Regions from separate parts of the Zea mays genome. Here region 1 is linked to region 2. A link is a contact called in public Hi-C data. All regions are on one chromosome and are shown on one strand. The core of a region is the stretch at or near the end of the contact, and the rest is flanking DNA. Distances in the headings are between cores, read along the strand shown.

What was found. Hi-C and Micro-C count contacts between places; a contact is called where the count stands out from the background.
Region 1: a Hi-C map of leaf shows a contact between it and region 2, with 5 times the contacts expected there. The contact joins the promoter of LOC100283851 here to the promoter of LOC100280257 in region 2. A contact is called at or near these places in 3 of 25 Hi-C or Micro-C datasets (endosperm, leaf and tassel).

The regions. Positions count from the first base shown.
Region 1 is chr8:149,288,914-149,292,262 of Zm-B73-REFERENCE-NAM-5.0, reverse strand. LOC100283851 (mitochondrial import receptor subunit TOM7-1) reads left to right here and starts at 1,574. Exons shown (of 1, transcript NM_001156749.2): 1 at 1,574-2,138. The coding sequence starts at 1,673. The coding sequence ends at 1,912. It overlaps LOC100285218, which reads right to left. Exons shown (of 11, transcript NM_001158112.2): 11 at 2,665-3,247. The coding sequence ends at 2,957.
Region 2 is chr8:149,081,087-149,084,097 of Zm-B73-REFERENCE-NAM-5.0, reverse strand. LOC100280257 reads right to left here and starts at 1,382. Exons shown (of 12, transcript NM_001153185.2): 1 at 1,216-1,382; 2 at 952-1,122; 3 at 283-468; 4 at 58-165. The coding sequence starts at 1,308.

The DNA.
Region 1 (3,349 bases), core at 325-2,824, 210 kb before region 2:
TTTACCGAGGTTCGGTTCTTGCAAACCTACTCTCCGTTGAGGAGGCCACAAAGGCCGGGTCTCTTTCAACCCTTCCCTCTCTCAAACGATCCCTCGGATCGAGTGAGCTTTCTCTTCTCAATCACTTGGAACACAAAGTTCCCACAAGGACCACCACAAGATTGGTGTCTCTTGCCTCAATTTACAAGTGAGTTTGATTGCAAAGAAAAGATCAAGAAAGAAGAAAGCAATCCAAGAGCAAGAGCTCGAAAGAACACAAGCAAATCTCTCTCTCTAATCACTATGGTGTTGTGTGGAATTTGGAGAGGATTTGATCTCTTTGGTGTGTCTAGAATTGAATGCTAGAGCTCTTATAGTAGTTGGGAAGTGGAAAACTTGGATACAATGAATGGTGGGGTGGTTGGGGTATTTATAGCCCCAACCACCAAAAGTGGCCGTTGGGAGGCTGTCTGTTCGATGGCACACCGGACAGTCCGGTGCCCCCTGCCACGTCATCACTGCCGTTGGATTCTGACCGTTGGAGCTTCTGACTTGTGGGCCCGCCTGGGTGTCCGGTGCACACCGGACATGCACTGTTCCTTGTCCGGTGTGCCAGTATGGGCGCGCCTGACTTCTGCGCGCGCTGCGCGCGCATTTAATGCGCCGCAGGTAGCCGTTGGCGCGGAGGTAGCCGTTGCTCCGGAAGTGCACCGGACAGTCCGGTGCACACCGGACAGTCCGGTGAATTATAGCGAACTAGCCGTTGGAGTTTCCCGAAGCTGGCGAGTTCCTGAGGCTGATCCTCGGCGCACCGGACAGTCCGGTGAATTATAGCGCGAGTGCCTCTGGAAATTCCCGAAGGTGGCGAGTTTGAGCTAGAGTCCTCTGGTGCACCGGACACTGTCCGGTGGTGCACCGGATACTGTCCGGTGTACACCGGACAGTCCGGTGCTCCCAGACCAGAGGGCCTTCGGTTCCCACTTTGCTCCTTTGTTGAATCCAAAACTTGGTCTTTTTATTGGCTGAGTGTGAACCTTTTACACCTGTGTAATCTATACACTTGGGCCAACTAGTTAGTCCAATTGTTTGTGTTGAGCAATTCAACCACCAAAATTAATTAGGGACTAGGTGTAAGCCTAATTCCCTTTCAGCTAGCCTAATGGTAATAAGCTTGTTATATTTTAACAAGGATCACTAATCCAATCCTACTGATCGAACTAATCGAGTTTAACATAACTAACCGAGCTTAACATAACGCACCCATCATAGCACGGAGGCAAAAAAAAAACGAACACAAATCTCCATCGGAGACCAATATGGAGTACAACTGTACAAGTCAAATCACTTGGCAGATGCTATCGATGGAGGGAAGAACATGTTACCGACGAGAATTTGAAATGAGCTACTGCCGGCCAGCCACTAATTATGTCATTATCGTTCGGCATATAAAAGATAAGAAAGACTCTTCGTCATATGGGTTCCATATATTTGACTAATGCTATTAGATCGGCCCACTAGAAAAGAGCCCAGAATGTCCGGTCCATCCAACTATGAAAGCCCAGCTAACAAATATTACTACCAGGAGGGGCTCCGCACCATCTAGCCATCAGATCAAACAATCCCCAAACGCCTCCGCCTCCGCCTCCCTAGGGTTTTGCTCTCGGCTCGTCGGATCCAGTTCGGGGGATCCTCCATGGCGTCGCGTCCGTCGCTGAAGTCGAAGCCCAAGGGCAAGGGCGGGAAGAAGGCCACCGCCGACGACGAGGACGCCACCGCGGCGGCGACCACGGTGCGGCTCATGAAGGAGTGGACCACGTGGACGATGAAGAAGGCGAAGGTGGTGGCGCACTACGGCTTCATCCCCCTCGTCATCGTCATCGGCATGAACTCCGAGCCCAAGCCCTCCGTGTTCCAGCTCCTCTCCCCCGTCTGATCGGATCTCCCCGTCAGGGCCCGGATGAGGTCGGTCCGTAGTAGTTTGTAGCTGGTACTTCATTTGCTTACATATGTCCGAGATCGAGTTGAAGAAGGTGGATCATGCTTTCTGGGCGAATTTGAAGGATTTGGTTTAATAATTTTGTAGTGGCGGATGTCTTCTATACATCGGATCAAAAATGTCTTGGTTATGTGATCTGCAGTGCTTATGATTGTATGAACTATATCCGTTTTCGTCTGCGTGTACTGATTTTGTTGCGCGTCTTGTGCTGATGTTTTGGATGGTTGTGGTCTTGTTGAATCTGACATCGACTAGCCTACATATGTGATTAATATGTCGTTCAGTTTCGCCGTGATAGTGAATTTTAGTTGCCCCATTTTCGTAGCACAAAGCGTGGGATTGTTAATCATGATAATTATAATATTGGGCAAATTCATAACTCATATACGCTTTTGCAAAATGCAAACCGGTTCGGAACTAGTGCTTTGCGGTTACTTACGAGTAGCAGCAAAAGTTACGCCATTCTAACAACCTTGGTAGCAATGCACTAACAGCTACAACATCAGATTACTTTGCTACTCAGTCTCAATGAAATGTCAAAATAGTACTAAATAATACGAATCAAAATGGAAGACGAAACATCTTATTGATCATCTGTGCAAGAAATGGTAAATAGCATACATGAAAGGGGTTGTTGCGTGTTGTTTCTACATCCTTCAAGGAAACGAAACCCTTCAGAAGAGATCAAGGCATCAAACTATCACAATCCTAAATAACCCAGAACATCAAACAGTACAGTCCTAAATAACCCAGCTATTTATCTGGGTGACATGTAGTCATGTACAAATGCACAGTTCACCCAAATAGTACAAATAGGATTTTTAGCTCCGCAAAACTCCAGTACCCTTTTGCACCTTCTACTCTGATTCTCCAATAATATGATCACAAGTACTGGACAAGCCAAGACAGTGGAGTTGGGGCAAACTGTGAAACCCATAAAAAACTGTGGACCGGTGAATCGCTCAGACAAATTACTCAGGATCAAGAAAGCCCAAATTTGGACAAGGCTGACTGAAACAAACTCGAGAATGCCTCAGCAGCAGTTCCATCATCAGCCTTGATTTTGAGCTGTGCCTTCGCTGATGCTGTGTTGACAATACATTCAACAAGGAAGAAAGCAGCAGCCCCATCTTTTTGAGCATAGAAAAAGAACTTGTAGTTCGGAGGCTGACCGCCTGAAGCAATACATTGGATGTGATTGCTTTGCATATGACGGATGAGTGATTGGGGATTCATCAAAGCTACTGCCCCTTGTGGACTCAAAGAACATTCCTGTCAACGAAACACAGTACAAAACATTTCAGACTAGAATCGAAAAAACGTTGCCAATAACATATGGCGGTTGATATCAGACATATTGGGAGACAAATTTCA
Region 2 (3,011 bases), core at 133-2,632:
AGATATTAAGATTCTTAAGGTTTGTCATCAGGAACGGCAATAGAAGAAAATGCAAACCTTAAGTTTAGTTTCATGGACAGTCAAAGAGTTTGATCTTTGTTCAATGTCTACAATATCTTCTTCCTTCTTTGATACTTCCTTTTTGTTAAGTGGTCTTTTGCGCACCTGCATTTCATATCATATGTCACATCAAAACTATTAGAAGTGGACAGATTATGACATAACAGCTAAGGCAACAAGATCTATTTATCAGCAAGTGTGTGACAAAATCAAAGAACATACCACCACTTTGATTTTCGCGACAGGTGCTGCCTTTTCTTTCTCAGTGAAGGCCTTCAGATAGTTACCATCAGGAAAAATAGTAGACTTGCTCATCATCTTGTTTGATGTGAATCTCATATCAGATTCATCTAGACCTCCTCCATAGCCAAACTTTTGGGCACCATCATAGATTCCTGGTACTTGAAACTGTATACATGAAATATGTATTTTAGCTCCAGTATTTAAGAACTGTCACTAGGGAAATGATAAAGCATCTTTTTCTACAGAACCATATTGTCCGGGAAAAAGGTTAGGATTAAAGAAGGAATGAAGAATCATCACTAAATAAAAGTAGATGCATCTTCTGAACTAAAGGACTAGATTAAGTTTAACAACTCAAACAGACTGATAAATCAACATATTAACCATATCAACAACTGACCATGATTCAACCAACAAAATATAAGTTTGGCATCCCAGTTTCTGTACATCAAAAAAACAGCACGCCTAGGAAACCCAAAAAATATGCGTGTGACTAAGCCCATGACCAATTGAGAAACAAAATAAAAGCGATATTTGCCCGACAGCATTCTCGAACAGTAATATTTATTCCAAACAAGCGAGGCCACTGAAACAGATGCGGCAACTGATAAGTGATAAAAACTAAAGAATACAGATGATTGGCCTCACATCGGGAATAAGCTCGGTGTCGAACGCATGGAGGTCGAGCAACCCGGGACTGAGCTGCTGCCTCTGTCCCGGCGAGTCCCCGGCCGCGGCGTCCCCTCCGCACAGCCGCGCCGGCGTCGCGGGCTCCACCGACACGAAGATCTCCCCGTCCCCGCGACGCACCCCGCCACGCTGCACACACAAAGCGAACCTCCGATGAGCTTATCCTAGAAGAAACCGGAAAGCCTGGACCCGCTCGGATCTCGATGAAGCGCTATGCCGTACCTGCTGCGCCCACCGGCCGGCACCGGCATTGGCGGGGACGTCGAAGAGGAGCTGCTCTGAGGAGTACCGCTGCCGCCGGCTGCCTCCGTTCATCGTCGACGCCGGCGAATGAGGGGAGCCGCGACGCCGTGTGGAGAGGGGAGAAGGACGAGGGGACTGATGGAGGGGACAACGGGAGGCGGAGGAGCGGCCGCTAGTGGGCTAGAGTAAAAAAGACCTCTGTTTCCGGGAGCCAGAGAGGGGATGATTTTGCAGGTTGCACCCTGGGATTTGCGAGACGGTGCGTCGACGCCCCCCAAGTTTGAATTTGGAGTGGCGTTCAAGGCTGCAGGTATAGGGACAAAAAAGGGTGGGGTGCGTTTTTTTTGTTGTTCAGCTGCTTTTTGGGGATTTTAGGCAGCGCCGGTCTCGACCGTGGTACGGGGCAATGGTTGGTGGAAGAGGCATTTCGTTATATTTTCTTTTGAAAAAATAATCAATTTTATTGGAGGTATCATTGTCTGAATATCTGTCGTGTAAAAATCTTGTCTGGCCATTCCAACTCCCAAAATAAGTGTCAGTATTTATATGATCATTTTTAAAATATTGCCTAGATTTACAAATAATATTATCAATATTATATCTTCAAATAAGTTTGTTATAAAACACCGATTATTTATCTAATAATATTAATTATATGCTGTAAGTATTGCTATTTTTATTAAAATTAAAATTTTTGACTTATCCAACGGTGAGAACAACAATTATTTTTGGATGAGTAATTGATAAGGAAGAGATGAAAATGTGAACTCGTTTTCAGTACAGCCCTAATTACTTGAAACAGTTTTCTAAATACAAGAGATAGTTAAGAGACTGCGTGATACAATCCTGAGCCTCCAGATAATAAATGCAGTAAAGGCACAACATATATAAAGAGTCGTGTAGAGACGGATTCTTCGCGAAGAGCTTGTCTCTTAATTTTTTTCACTTAGCCCCTAGAGACCCCAAAAGACCCTCATTTAATTGGGTTATGCATGCCCTTAGTACTATGATGATAAGGGGCATTTCATTATCCTTGCATGGTTGACTGCTGGTACTATGCTACTACTGCTTACCTGTCATCTGGAAAAAAATTATGAGGCATGAATGTAGTGCTAACATTGAGTCACGGTAGCCACTTGCTTGCTGAATTAGTGAGGATCAGGGGTGGATCTACACCCCGAGCCATCCAGTTTGTGGCCCGGTGTATGGTCCATGTGATTCCATATGAATTTATATTTAATCTAGTTTAAAATAGCTAAGATAAAAAGGAGGAGAAAAAATGTAGTCTTGGCTCGGGCATAAGAAATTTTTAGATCTGCCCCTCGTAAAGATGAATTGGGTTGGGTCCTACCTCAATTTAATGTGGAGTTGAAAACAAAAAGAGCATCCAATCCATTTTTCTTGTTTGATTAGCAAAGAAATTAAGATGTATACCAATTGTTTGTTACCACCTAGAGCACATGTACCTCTATTGTTCAGGCCACCCTTTGTAGAGAGATCTTGTAGAGTGCATGTCGACTTCAAACAAGTTGTACGGTTCTTTCATAAAGTTATGAGGAGGACACTCTTGCCAATGATGGGATGTTGTGAGGCCCTCACCAACATTCAACAGTGGCTCCTTGGTACTTCAATCTCACACATAGACTTTGACATTGTAGCTTTCATGTTCTATAAGATTGAGGATACAACTTTATATAGGATCATGTACATACATCATTTATCATATGCTCACTACCTAAGCATTAAGGGTGGGCATTGATTAACCATTAAGAGTG